Linked DNA regions of Mus musculus: region 1 is linked to region 2. The links are chromatin contacts, called in public HiChIP or PLAC-seq maps. All regions are on one chromosome and are shown on one strand. The core of a region is the stretch at or near the end of the contact, and the rest is flanking DNA. Distances in the headings are between cores, read along the strand shown. Region 1 overlaps Sytl2 (synaptotagmin-like 2). Region 2 holds the start of Gm32164 (a long non-coding RNA gene).

What was found. HiChIP or PLAC-seq counts read pairs in DNA pulled down with a chosen protein or histone mark.
Region 1: a BATF HiChIP or PLAC-seq map of CD8 T cells shows a contact between it and region 2, with 7 read pairs. The contact joins two enhancer-like sites. A contact is called at or near these places in 3 of 484 Hi-C or Micro-C datasets (CD8 T cells, Th2 cells and natural killer cells) and 3 of 115 datasets of contacts at active chromatin or transcription factors (CD8 T cells, effector CD8 T cells and memory CD8 T cells).

The regions. Positions count from the first base shown.
Region 1 is chr7:90,350,974-90,358,159 of GRCm38.p6, forward strand. Sytl2 (synaptotagmin-like 2) reads left to right here. Exons shown (of 20, transcript NM_001368878.1): 3 at 7,160-7,186. Among named protein-coding and RNA genes, the nearest start is that of Sytl2, 52 kb to the left of the region's middle. Within about 2 kb of position 4,653, at least 72 of the 459 cell types and tissues checked have an H3K27ac peak or open chromatin away from gene starts, as enhancers often do. A contact at or near this core is called in CD8 T cells, Th2 cells and memory CD8 T cells, where this site is marked.
Region 2 is chr7:90,062,740-90,069,521 of GRCm38.p6, forward strand. It overlaps Gm32164 (a long non-coding RNA gene), which reads right to left and starts at 391. Exons shown (of 4, transcript XR_003946828.1): 1 at 305-391. Within about 2 kb of position 5,417, at least 57 of the 459 cell types and tissues checked have an H3K27ac peak or open chromatin away from gene starts, as enhancers often do. A contact at or near this core is called in CD8 T cells, Th2 cells and memory CD8 T cells, where this site is marked.

The sequences.
Region 1 (7,186 bases), core at 3,403-5,902, 290 kb after region 2:
CCAGAAGGAATAATAAGCTGTGTGCTTATTTTTGGAACATCAGGACTACAAATTATGGACTTATTTGACTAAACATTAATGCTTTATAAAATCACTCAATTCAAGTGTGCTAGCATGCCTGATTATTGCTACTAAGAACAGTAAACAAACAACAGTTTTATCAGGTTATAAGGGGCTTATTATGCTCCGCACCTCTCACAATTTTGTACTCTGTTGTGGAGTCAAGCAATGGAGTGGTATGATGACCCCAGCTGATTGGACGTGGAGATTTACTATGTGACAGGTGGGTGACTTGCCCAACCAGTAGGTGTCACGAAGTAAAAATCAAACCCTCATCTCTACTGTTTCTCCTCCCAAGACGCGCCAGTGGAGAAGGGGACTTCAGTCATGATACAAAGCTGACATGGAGCTGTGGTGGTGAGAATGGGATCATGCCTTCTCCTATGTCACTTACAACACTCTGTGGGGTCTCCCCACAAAGAGTGTCAATGATCCAGCCACAGTTTACAAACCCTTTGCTGAACTTTACCCTCCTGCTTCTTCTAACAACCTTGAGCTTTGGCAAGGCAAGGACTGAACCATGATGCACTTGAGAACAGAGCTCAGTTAGGCCACAGCCTCCAAGTTAATGCCATGTGTTCTTTGGCAGCCTCTCCTTGGGTCTGCTGTTCTGGAAGGGCCAAGCAGGCTTCCGAGGGTTTCTGGCACCTATGTTTTATTGCTGTTGTAAAGAGGATGAAGCTTAGAGGTGGCAAAAATTCTTGTGCCAGCCCTAGTTACTAACACTTCCTGAACACCTTTCTAAATAGACACCAAGAGTTTCTTGACCACGGGCAGGGACAGGACCTTATGGATAGAGATAGTATGCACTGGAAAGGGCAGATGGTCAAAGGAGTATGTACACTTCTGAAAGGGTTTATTTGATGTGTTCCACACAAGAAGATTCTTGCTCAGGAACCAAGTTGCTTTTGGGTGAAAGGGACTTGTAGGGATGGTCCCGAATTTCTCCTGTTTCTGGGCCACGACCTGGTCTCTGATTTCTGAAAACGATCCTTCTTGGGCTTTGGCTTAACGGCTCCTTTGTAAGCCTTCGGAGTTCATCTTTCCTCTTTGGTCAGTTAGAGCTAGATAGCTCTGGCAAGACTTGTTGTTGATCTGCTTCGGCCATTTTACAGACAGGCAGGATGGCAAAGCAGGAAAGAGGCCATGAGTTTCCCAGGATCAGACAACTGTTCTGTGGCAGAGCCATGATCTTGGTCCAGCACATGATGTCTTATGCTGTCCATTGAAGATTTTCCTCCAGAACTGAACATTGAGAGTTCAGTAATGATGCAGGGACCTTGGAGTCAAATCTCACCACCAGCAGTTAACCATCTGTGGCTTGTTAGGGCAAGTCGCTTCACCTCCCTTCCGAGCCTCAACTCAGACCGAGAATGACCAGGTCCTGACCAAGCACTTTTAAAAATGCTTCTTCCTCTTCCTGGCATGCAAAGATGACAGGGACATTTGAATCCTACTTCACACAGCTTGACCTCTCAGAAAAGCACAGAGGGTGCTGGTTAAGTTTGATTCCTTATCAGGGAATTACTTCCCAAAGTCTCCACTATTTTTAAAACAGTAAAATTGAATTGCATATCTTATAAATGAAGTACCTGCCCTTGAGAGTGATGTGAATGGTATTTCAAGATGGTTGAAGACATGACCCTCAGGGAATTTACCATCCAAGGATTAAACCCTTCATTTAAAGGATTATTGATTGGAAAATTTAAAATTTAAAGTTTGTTCTCCTAACATGATTTTACAGCTTCAGTTCTCCTTGCTGTCTAAGAAAAAGCAATGATGTGTTAATTATAGTTAGCATCATTAGAGAAGTAAGCCTGCCATTACTATGTAATCTGGAAGTGTGTACGGTATGTGTGCACATGTGACATGTGTGTGTGTGACGATATACGTGTATAGGTCAGAGAAAACCCTTGGGTACTGGCCCACCACTTGCATATATGTTAAGGCACAGTCTCTTGTTGTTCACCACTAAAGCCATCAGGATGGTATCTTATGAATGACTCTCCTGTCTTTATTGCCCATTTTACTATAGAAATATAGGACTTACAGATGTGTGCTTCTGTAATCAGCTTTATGCTGGTTTTGAGGATTTAGGACAGACACCCATACTTGTATGGAAAGCGGTTTTTCTCACGAAGTCATCTCTTAGCCCCTTCCCGTTCCTCATTGTGTAGCTCAATCGTGGTGTAGTCAAATTGGGGTTCTCCTTCCATCTCAGCTCCTTGTGTGCTGAGATTCCAGTTGTGAATGGCTTTCATATGTTAATTCTTTATGGCCTCTGGAATACAGCCATCCCATAGGCATGATGATGATGACGACAGTGGAGGGCTCTTGCACTGTTGTCTACAAGACCAGGCCCTGATTCAGAACCCTTGTCAGTAAGGCTAGAGACAAGGTTTATATTCTTATTAAAGCTGGTTTGCCACTTTTCATGCATCTACTGCTTTGAAGTGTTCATATTCCAAATCCACGCAAGACACTTTGGGGATGACGTAGGTCATATGTTGCCTTCCACGCTGACTAAATGGATGATAAAATGAGTATCACACAGGAGACATGCCCAGTTCCCAAACCACCTAAGCTGTTAGTGGTACAACATGGACCTGGACCCAGGAGAATGTCCTCGTAAGATCTCTGGGTTGCACATGGGAAGGCAACAGCTCCAGGCGCACATCCAGGCACACATCAGCTCCCCGAGCGCACATCTGTCTTCTGTGCTATTTTTACTTCAGTCACAAGCACTGGACTCAAGTTACTCTCACCTTGTGTCCATAACTTCTGAGTGGAGATGTTTGATAGGTGAACAGAGAAGCAGACATCAGGATAGATGTTTTTCTCTTCCACTCTGTCCCTCTGTCTGACTCTTCCACCCTTGAGGGGGAACATTACTATACACACACATGTGTAATTTTAGACTTTTATGGTTTGAAAATGACACACTGTCGAGGTGGCGTTTCCTGTGCTCTGCGTCACCCTGCCAGCAGGAAATTGCTGTACGTATCTGTCTGAACACCACCCCAGCACCACGTCCTGACCCCATATGCATACAACCACATCTACAGAGATGGGCCTTTTTTTTTTTCTTCAGTAGATTCCATCTCAACCTCCACCACATCATATGATTCTCAGATGCTTTTTTAGTATGTTGCTTCTTTTTAAGTAAAGACAGTTTTTTTTTTCATTGAAGAATTAGCTTCCAGGACTTCTGGTGGAGGTTTCCCTGAAAGCAAAGTCCTGGGGGCTGCGGCATTCAGGGAGTTCCACAGAGTGGTGTAGTCCAACCTCCTTCCAGAGATGGGAAAATAGAGTGGAAGAGAGTAAGCAGCCTGCAAGATGACAGCCTTGCTGGTCCACCAGGAAAGCCCATGTGCGTTCCCACTTTGTGCTGAATCTCTGCAGATTATGGGCATCTGTGGTCTGCCCACATCCCCAAAAATGTGTTTCTTATCATTTTAAGGGACATTTCAATTCACTTTCTTTCTAGGTCTGTTGATTTCTAGACTCTCCATCAATGCATGAGTCCCTTGGTAGAAAGAATAAAGTGTGACAATTACCTTAGAATCCAAAATCTTGTTAGGCTTTCCCAGGCAATGCAGGAGAGGTGAGAGTCAAGCTATCTTCTGGGCCTGGCCCTGTGCTACCTTGGGCAAGACTTTTAACTTCTCTGGACTTGAACCATCTCATATAGAAAATGAGGTCATTTTTAAGTCACAGAATCTTATCATCTTTCCTAAAATATATTGGGAGGGGGCGGGGCGTTGAGAGACAGAAAGAGTGAGATGAAATGTCATGCTTGTACAAGGAGACTGTGTGGAAGTTAATGGAAGCACGGAGGCCTGTACACTGGAGTGATTCACATAGCCTGTGCTGTTTGTGTGTGCACCAGGGCCTTGCAGCCAGTTATTAAGAGGAGAGGAGACCAAGGTTGCAAAGACCTCCAAAGGCTCTATCGCAAAGTACTTTTCAGCTGGCAAAAACAACTAGAGGCTTGCTCTGAAAGGATGACAGAGCAGTGGTTTTTCTGGGCTGAGTGATGTTCTCCCACCTACCTGCCCACCGGCAGGTCTCTTCTTTGTGCTAGTGTGCATGTATAGAGAGGGTGGTGAGCAGAAACAGTGTTAGTCCTAAGAAATCTACCCTTTTCCCCTCAGCTAGATGGTACAGCAGTTAGAAAATCCAGGGCTAATATGGCTCATTCAAGTATAGCTCAGAAGAAAGGAGAAATAGCAGAGCTATTAGAAGAGATGTTGGTACCATCACAGTGGGGTCATTCAAATGACTGAACTTAATTCTGATATTACATATAGGGAGTCATCTCCAGAATATTACATGTGACCAAGATAAAAGAAAAAAAACCAGAGAATATTAAAAACCTACAGCAATAATCATCTTAGAAAATGCAAAAGTGGCTCTCACTAAATTTGAAAGAATTCTTATTCTTTTACCACTTTCAAACAAAAGAGCCAGAAACCCTGTTCTTACCACAATGCTGACTAACCGCTTCTGGGGCCATGTGTCTCTGAGGGTGTGACTCACATAGCCTCGGTGCCATTTGTGCATACACTGGGGCCTTGCAGATGCTTATTAAGATGAGAGGAGACCAAGGCTGCAAAGACCTCCAAAGGCTCTATTGCAAAGTACTTTTTGGTTAGCAAAAACAATCTCATGAAGAGAAACTGGGAGTCGCTGCTATGAGGGTTTGTGGTACACCAACAGGTTACCATATGTCATGGTGTGTTTTTTCCTGTTCTGAGGAGAGATGAGTAGTCCTACCTCATCAGAAATTCTGCCACTATGGTGGCCTCTGGTCCCCTGAAACTTGGCAGTGATGGGATCTTCATTTGTATCTTTTCTTATTCAGACCACTGTGGCTGTTGATCACTTAATTGTTCAATGACTTACTCAGCAAACAGTTACTGGGTACCAACCTTGTGCCAGTCTCTGTACTTCATGACAGAACTATAAATGGTGATAAGGATATAAGCCTTATCTTTAAGGAGCTTGCATCCACAAATGACTGAGTGAAAGAGATGTATAAACAGAGCCTAGGAATACTGTGTAAATGAGGAAGGGTGGTATTGTGGGAACAAGGAAAAAGACAGTGTGTCTTTGTGGTGCTCAGGCTGAGTCTGCAGAAGCAGCAGTGGGAGGAGCAGCTGGACAAAGCCACACAAAGATGTGCAGAGGTCATCGGCCTCTTTACAAGAGCTGGGCACTGCTAAGTACGTCCAGGCTAGCATGCCAATAAATTATCTCAAAAGTCTTCAAAAGCAGGTCTTATCCTCCCCATCTTTACAAGCAAGGAGACTGAAATGTAGGATGGTTCTCTACTCTTTCCATTGTCATGTTTAGGTGGAATTCAAACTAGGCTTTGGTCCTGTTTGGGAGAGCCTCCAGAGCCTATAGTATCAGCCAGACATTTCTACCACTAATACCTACAGATAACAGAAGAGCAGTGTTGGAAACAATGAGAAGTTGAGTGTGCTGGCAACTGGGGCTTGGGAGTGCCTTCTGGGAAATAAATCCAAAAAGTGACATTCCTGCCCTCTGCCAGCATATTGTGTTTAAGACATTAAGCAAATATATATGGAATGAATGCCCTGCTTCCATGCCCAGTCTGATCATGAACAGGTAGATTTTTTTCCCCTTCTTTAATTGGACAGAACTGTGGTTCTTCTGGAAGGAGAAAAATTAAGAACTACCGCCAGCAGCCCAGCAGGGACTGTCTGCTTGATCAAGAGCCTTAAGCCATGAGCAAACTATCTGAAGCACTTGATCCTTTGGTGGCTGAGGCCTGGGAAGTAATGATGCTGTGCCTGTCAGGATTTGTAGATAGCCTTTTGTGACGGTGTGTGACTAAGGAATGTGATGAGAATGCTCGGGTCAGAACCACTTCTTCCTAGGTGATCAGGAGAGGCAATACTAGAGGAGAGTTTATGTTTGGTAGACAAAGAACCACTTCCTTGAAGCATACTTAAGAAAGAGGAGGCTAGGCCCCTCCAGCTCCTTCCCTTTCCACCTGTGCCTATGTGCAGTCCTCATCCCCAGCCCAGCCATTATGAGCCCCACTCACATTACCTGGCTAAGACAGACTTGATCATAGACAAGGAGCATCTAAGCTTGAATGAACCCGCTTGGATTTGTGCAACACATTGTCTTTCAAGAGTTCTAAGTTTCCCAAGGGCTTTTCATTGGACTTTACTGAGGGTGTCTCTAAGAGGATGAAGAGACAGACTTGGAATTCTGACTTTATTGACTAGAAGGATGTGAAGGTTAGAAGACTCATTGACTCCAACACCTTTTCCCACAACCAGCAGAAGTTAGGGATGCTTTAGGATGGCACCAGTAAGTTTGTTGCTTAGGTGTCAGTTGCTCAGTGAGCGTGGATGACTATGGAACCTTTAAAAGCAACCTCTGTACTGATGGGACTTGCCTGTGCCGCCTCTGTTCATCCTGCCTCAGCACACACAGCATCATGCCCCCTCCCCTTCCAGGCTTTCAGGATAGTCGCTTGGGAAACTCATTTCACTGAGAAGGGAAGAGCCTGGGAGCTGCTCATCACACACTAGTCCAACAGGAAACCCTATGAGATGGGGTATTTCCCCCATTATGCAGGTGAGGAAGATGGCCAGGGATGCGCTCTCCATCATTCCTCTCAAGGGTGCCCATTTGACTAGAGAAGACTGCAACCAAGATGTGATTGGGCTCTTGAGAAATGTCAGGCAGAGCAGTTAAGAGCACCTGCTGCTCTTGCAGAGAGGACTTGGGTTCAAATCCCAGCACCTGCAACTCCAGTTCTAGGGGGACCTCTTCTAGCATCTGTGGGCAATAAATATCCATTGTGCATTTACGTACATGCAAAAGAGTCATACACATAACAGTAAAATCTTTTTTTAAAAAGTGCCTGACATTTCTGATTAGTTTTTTTTTTTAGTCAAAGCAGAACATTTGTAAGTCATCTTGGAAGTTTGTGGCACATAAATTAGGAAGAGCTTCATTTTGCCTGTGTATTTACAAATCTCTTCATGTAGTATCACAGTGAGCTCATTTATTTACTGTGTGTTCTCAGACAAGTAAAGTTTTTTTCCCTTTGCAGACATCTGCCTGAAAAAATTAAGGATGA
Region 2 (6,782 bases), core at 4,167-6,666:
TGTCGTTCAAAGTACCGCATTAGATGCTAGGAGGATTGCAGGAGGGGAGATGGTCACTACCCTGGGTTGATACAAGGACCACCCGTGGGCCAGGCACTGTGCTGCCTGGTGCAGCTTAAGGTTAAGGAAATGGAAGGAAGTCTCAGCTCCTGCCGAGAGACCATCCCTTTGCTCCACTCTCACCAGGGTTAGTTGCCTCCTGGTCTGTAATCTCTCCTTTTCAAACCGTCCAGTTTACTCCTGATTAAATAATCTCAAGGGACCACTTTAAACTATTTCTTAATCTATGGTCTAATGTACTCACTGCTCCTCCTGATCTGCCCACTCCGTGTTCCCTTATCCTTCAGCTGCTCGGGCGTTTATCTCCCCATCCTGTATCTACTGAGCGCACAGTACGGATAGGTCCTTCTAACCCTTTCTCTAACTCTTAGCTCTAGGACTCCTTTCCTGTTTCCACGCCTGCAGCGGATGCTACCTTGTTGTCATTATGCATTTGTTTTAGTTTCATGGCCTATTCCCCACTATACAGTACATTCCTAAAACACAGAGCCCTTATATTTTCTAGCCCTGCATTCTCAGCAGCCAACATAGTCCCGGGCACACAGTTGATGCTCAGTTAATGTTTGTTCTTTTGTTCAACAAAGAGAATGGGTAAATTAGTTTTCCAAAAGTCTCATGCAGGTCTCACACTAGTTTTCAGGACTGGAGGTTAATTCTCACCTAGAAAGAGAGAAGCAACTGCATCAAAGAGCTGGAGCAGCCCCCCCCCCCCCGCCCCAGATAACACTTTTACTAGGTTCTGAAAGTAGAAAAGCCAGGAATCTAACTGTTCTAAGACCTCTGACTCTACATTTAAACCAGTCTATGACTCTCTTTTCAAGGTAAGGCTAGAGAAAAGCTTAATAAAAGAGAAAGACAATTTTTTAGAAAGTTTGTGTGTTTGTTCATGTGTGCATGTATGTGCCTATGTGCATATATGTGTACATGTGTGTATACGCATGTATGTGTATATGTGTTTGCATGTGTATATGCATATGCATGTGTGCATGTGTGTTGAGCTTGCAGGTGTGTATGCATGTTTGCATGTGCGTGGGTTTGAAGTTGACGTTAAGTGTCATGAAGCTTTCCCATCATTTTCCTCTTTATTTGCTGCGGTGGTAGGGTCTCTTGGTGTGGGAACTGGCTTTCTAGCAAGCCTAGCTAGCCATCTTGTTCTGAAGGGCCCATCTCTGCCTCTGGAGTGCTGGATTTCCAAGGTGCCTGGCTTTTTCTGTGGGCACTGGTGAACAGAATTCAAGCCCTCACTCTTGCAGGGACAAGCACTTAATTCACTGAACCTCCTCCCAACCGGATGAATATATATATATATTTTGAAACACAGTCTCCCTACATATCCCTGGATGTCCCAAACTCACTATGTAGTCCAGGCGGGCCTCAAACTCACCTGCCTCTACCTCCCTAGTGCTTGCATTAAAGACACATGACACCACACTGGCTTAAGGAAGCTAATTTTAAAAAGTATCACATATATATGTGAATTTGTCAATTTTATTCACTAGGAACTAGAAGTTTGTTGCTGCTGCTGCTGTTGCTCTTTTTGAGGAGGCAAAAATCACAGTTATACAGGACCACAATCCTACAAGATAGCCTGAAACCCAAGTTATCTGAAGCTCACAGATGCCATCTTGCCTCAACTTCTACATTAATAGGACTATAGGCATATGCCACCATGTCTAGTCAGGACACGCAAGTTTTCAAGGCTCAAATCCAATCACATTGTCCCTTTTCTTAATTTCTTTTCAGTGCTGTTCTGTTAAAATTTTTCAGTTGGTCCATAAAGGCCCTGCTTGGCCTCAAATTGGCTCATCTATGTAGTTCCTTGTAGCCCTGAGGTGCTTTGGACATTCCTTTGCTCTTCAAGGGTCCCCACTTCTTTATCAATGCTGCTTAGAACACCGTGTGGTGTAACCCATATCCGACACTATGTTCCTACCCACATCACCTGATCAATTCCTTGCTTCAGGTCCCCGCTTGGTTATCACTCCTTTGGGAGACCTACTCTGAGCCTCCTGCTAGATCAGGCTACTCCATTTATATTGCATAGAATTATATTTTCACTTTCTTTCCCTTTTTTTGGTTCTCTGTATATATGTGTCTCTGCTAGGCTGTATGTCCACCACATGCACACAGGTACCCAAGGAGGCCAGAAGCAGGTGTTGGGCCTCAGCTAGTTACAGGTGTTCGCAGGCTGCCTGTTTGCTTTCCCTTCTTCGTCTCCTATCAGGAGAGTATAATCTCTCAGGGGACAGGATGTGGGTCACCTGTTCACCACTTTACTGTATTTTCTACATTATTTTATTTAGCTTTGCAATTCTGTGACATACATATCCTCACTCCTACTTGGACAGATGAGAAACCGATACTCTGATAGAACCAATAATCCGAGCGTAGGTCCTACCTGCTTAAAGAGATAGAAATGAGTTTATTTGGGTTTTGATTCCCAGACTGTCAAGTCCTGCTTTTACCATTTACTCATTTTATTATTTGATGTGAATCTCCTCATCTATACTTATTTTGTCTACTTTACAATATTTTTGAGAAGACCATGTCAAACACTAGACAGGAATGAGATAGATACCTTGTAGAACACAATGAGCTCTAAATTAAGTGAGACAGATGGTGATTTCTGTCAGACCCAAGGAACGGGCCCTGCTTATCTGGTGTGTCAGCTCTGCACATCTGTTTCTTGAGTAAACTTGTCGGTTTTGGGGGAGTTAACCCAGATGTCCAAGTATGTTACCTTGCAGAGGTCGACACCTCAGAACTTAGGTTAACAATGAACAATAAATTCTGTAACGTGGATAGCATCTATTTTCTATATAATTGTAAATAACGACACTAGATGATGTGTAATGATGTGTTAGTAACCAGCCCTCAGTCCTTGCTCTACAAGGAACAGGTAAAATGTTTAATTACGTGTAGTTAAAAATTAGCGTTAATGTCTGAGAGCTCAGAGTTGGAGTCAGCTGGATTTTAGTCCAGTTCTCCCAGATTTATGTCTACTGACAGGGAGAAAATGAACAAGTTGTTCAATGTCTCTAAACCTCATCTCTACATGTACAATATACCCAGCCCCTAGCCTCGTACAAGGATTAAGACAAAACCCACCGGTGTCTGGTGCACTGGGAACCCTCAGTACTTGTGGGTCATTGTTGAAACACTCTGGTCTGCGATTCTTCTTGGCTTTTTGATCCCTCCACACCCACTTTTTTCTAAGCATCTTCCACCCCAGTCAGAGAGGTCCTTTCAAGATGGCAAACTGGAACAGCTGGGAGGAAACTCCATCTTTCTGCATTTGCTCCAAGCGAGCCAAGCTGGGACAAGGGGGAGCTTTCTGGCATGCCCTCTGCATAGTAACTCCCACCACATTCCTATTTGTGAAGAACATCAAGTTTTTCTATCTACATGTGAACAACTACATGTCTTCAGAGAGGCACGCTAAGAATGGAATTATTCTATGTTCCCTGGCAGTGGACAAAAGGATGTGTGATTTCTAACCATAGTGGAAAGTGGATTTTTGTTTTGCCTTTGCAATGCTAGCAACACTTTGACTACATAAATTGATAAGATTCATTATTCATCGTAAAAAAGAAGGCCTTGAGCTGCTGCGATGGCTCACTGGGTAAAAGGTGCTTGCTAACAGGTTTGATGTCCTAAGTTCAATCGATCCCGAGTGATAGAGAGAACTAACTCTGCAGAGCTGTCCTCTGACCTCCACTTGTACTTTCTATTGACCACAAAAAACAGACAGACAGATGGACAGTTGTTTTTCCTCGAAGGGAAGGCCTTTCTGTAATTTTGCACAAGGAGCCAGACATCCAAGCTATAGTGTTATATTCTGTTTTGCATACATGTATCTTTGTTTTCATTTTGACTTGGAAAATGCTGGGGATTGAACCTAGACCGTATATTTTTCTTTCCTTTTCCTTCCTCCCTTCCTTCCTTCCTTCCTTCCTTCCTTCCTTCCTTCCTTCCTTCCTTCCTTCCTTCCTTTCTTTCTCTCTCTCTCTCTCTCTCTCTCTTTCTTTCTTTCTTTCTCTCTTTCTTTCTTTCTTTCTTTCTTTCTAGCATAGAATAGAGTTTATTCGGGGCATGGGGAGGGGAGTCAAGAGGGTAGTAGAAGCAGAGAAAAGCAGAGAGAGAGAGAAGGGGGAGGAAGAGGAGTAGAGAGTAGAGAAGTAGAGGCTGGCCATGAGCACGTGGAGGGAGGGGGGATGAGAGGACAGAGCAGGAGCAGGAAATTGAGCAAGAGAACAAGAGCCTGTATATTTTTTCTTAAAAACTATTTATTGAATCACTAGTGCTCTGCTCTGTGCAGAGGAATCTAATAACAAAATAAGTTGTCTCCCCTTTATAGAATTTACAAACCTCTATAGAGGACAACAGATGAGGACACAGTTAATGGATGAGACCCCACAAGCGAGGCGATGGGTTAAGAGAGTAAAAAGGCCAGAAGCTCTCTCATCACCACACTGGTCCTGAATCTTCGCAGTTAAATTGCTTTGAATGAGCCTCTTGCCCACTCTGAAGCAGCAAGCCACACACAAGCCAGACAGTGACGCGTTTACCTAGCAGATTACTGTGATGATTAACTGAGAGAATATAAAGCACCAAGTATAATGCTACGCTAATTGTACAAACCACTCGCCACTAGGGAAACCTTTAAGGGGCTGGCGAGATAGCCCAGTCAGTAAAGCACTTGCCACGCTAGCATGAGCACTTGAGTTTGGAGCCCCAGCACCCTCATAAAAAGATGGGGGTGTTGATCCACACATGTAATCTCAGCACAGAGAGAGTAGAGACAGGAAGACTCTTGGTGCTTGCTGGCCAGGCAGCCCAGCTTAGTCAGTGAATTCTCGATTCACTGAGAGACCCTGTCACAAAAATAAATTGCAGGATGATTGACTGAGGAAGACACCCAATGTTGGCCTCTGCCCTCTGCAGACCAGCATATGCATGTGCACACACACACAAACATGTACAAACATATACTCACACACAAATAAAAGTAAATTTGAAAAAGAAGTAAATATCATTAAGATCAAAACACACAGGTACACACACACAAACATAAACACAAAAACAAAACAAAAACAACCCTCCCTAAACCAAAACAAAAAAAGATCAACACATAAAGATACAGGCAATGTTAAGAAGTCTCTTCTGCATAGCGTGGGACCGGGAGGCTTACTAAAAGTGATCTTACATGTCATTCTTGCATGTTGAATGAGGAACATCTTTTCAGATAAGTCACTCTGCTTTACTGGAAAATGTAGGGTGCTTCCTGCTAAATACTTGCACACTTCTGACACAGATGGTGACATCTGTGGCCACTTCCCTCCCCCAGTCAAACACTAGGTGGTAGTTTCATGCTCTCCCCACCCAAGAGCCTGGATTGTCTGACACTGAAGAGAAACAGGAAGAATGGTGGTTTCAACCTAGAAAGGAGACTATGTAGTTTACAGTAAATAACTTCCATTTCTTGACAGACAGAGACAGAGACACAGAGAGAGACAGAGAGAGAGCTGTGCTGTGAGATGATAAGGAAGCCAAGACCCAGCTCTGGGAAAAGCTGAAAGCATCCTTGATGTTACATGCTGATTCTGTTTCCACAGCATCCTGAGCAAGATTTGAAACAATGGCTCTGGCAGACAGACAAAAGAAGGGAGCTTGGCGCTGTTCCCATAAATGCTACTGGGTCCTTTCCTCAGTGAAGTTGCTGCTCTGCAGTGGAATCTCACACTCAGCTTAAGAAAGTCAAGTGATACAGATTTGAGCCATCAATCATACTGTGGAAGCTAACTCAACTACCCAGAACTTGATTTATGGGAAAGAAAGGGTTTCCAAGACAACTTGAAACCATGGTTGATGTAATGGTTATTATGCCCCTGAAATACCAATATAGCCTTTCATCTTTTTCTGAAAGTATTATTCTCATAAGGAAATTATAACACCTAAAGGCTTCAGTGTCATTCCTATTGTTTCATTTGTCTCTGTATAATAATTATACTAGTGGGTGCCATTTTTTAATTCCTAGCTTAAGTCACAGAGACTTGACTCTAGGGCACTCCTCCACTTCTGTTCAAACTGTACAGCCCTCAGAATGTTGCTCATATTTAAGTTGTAGGCTATGTGCTCCATAAAGTTAGAGATCTCTTAATCAGGGTTGTGTTCCACCAGAAATCCAGAAGAGTGTCCAAGACACGATAGGCATCCAATCAATGCTTGGATTAACAACATTCATTATCCCTCTCAATACAATCATCCTGAAAGATCAATCTAATCAGCTCCAGTTCTGTGAATAATAAAGTTGGTCTCCTTGTTTCAAAGCTACACAAAATTATGCTGCAAAGGTAGAAAGAGTGGCTGGATAGTCACATGGGACCCAGATTTAGCATGAGAGACTCAGGGAAGTAGCCTTGGTTATGTGGAGGTTCTTTTCTTACTTCCATAGAGTTCGTGTTGCAGGGGGAGTATAGCTCTATTGTCACTTGGCTAAAGGAGGAGAGGGGGATTCAGCAGAGATGTTCAGAGATTGATGAGAGACACCAGCATCTTGGTACATCCTGTGCCCATCCAGTCCAGAAGAGAATGTCTTGTTCTGTAGAAGCCCAAAGAGCAGACTATCTGTGTGGCCTTTCCATGCCCCGTATCCTCTCTGGCTGTCATTTGGAACCGCCATTTGATATTAAAATAACGTCTTATGGATGATATCAATTATA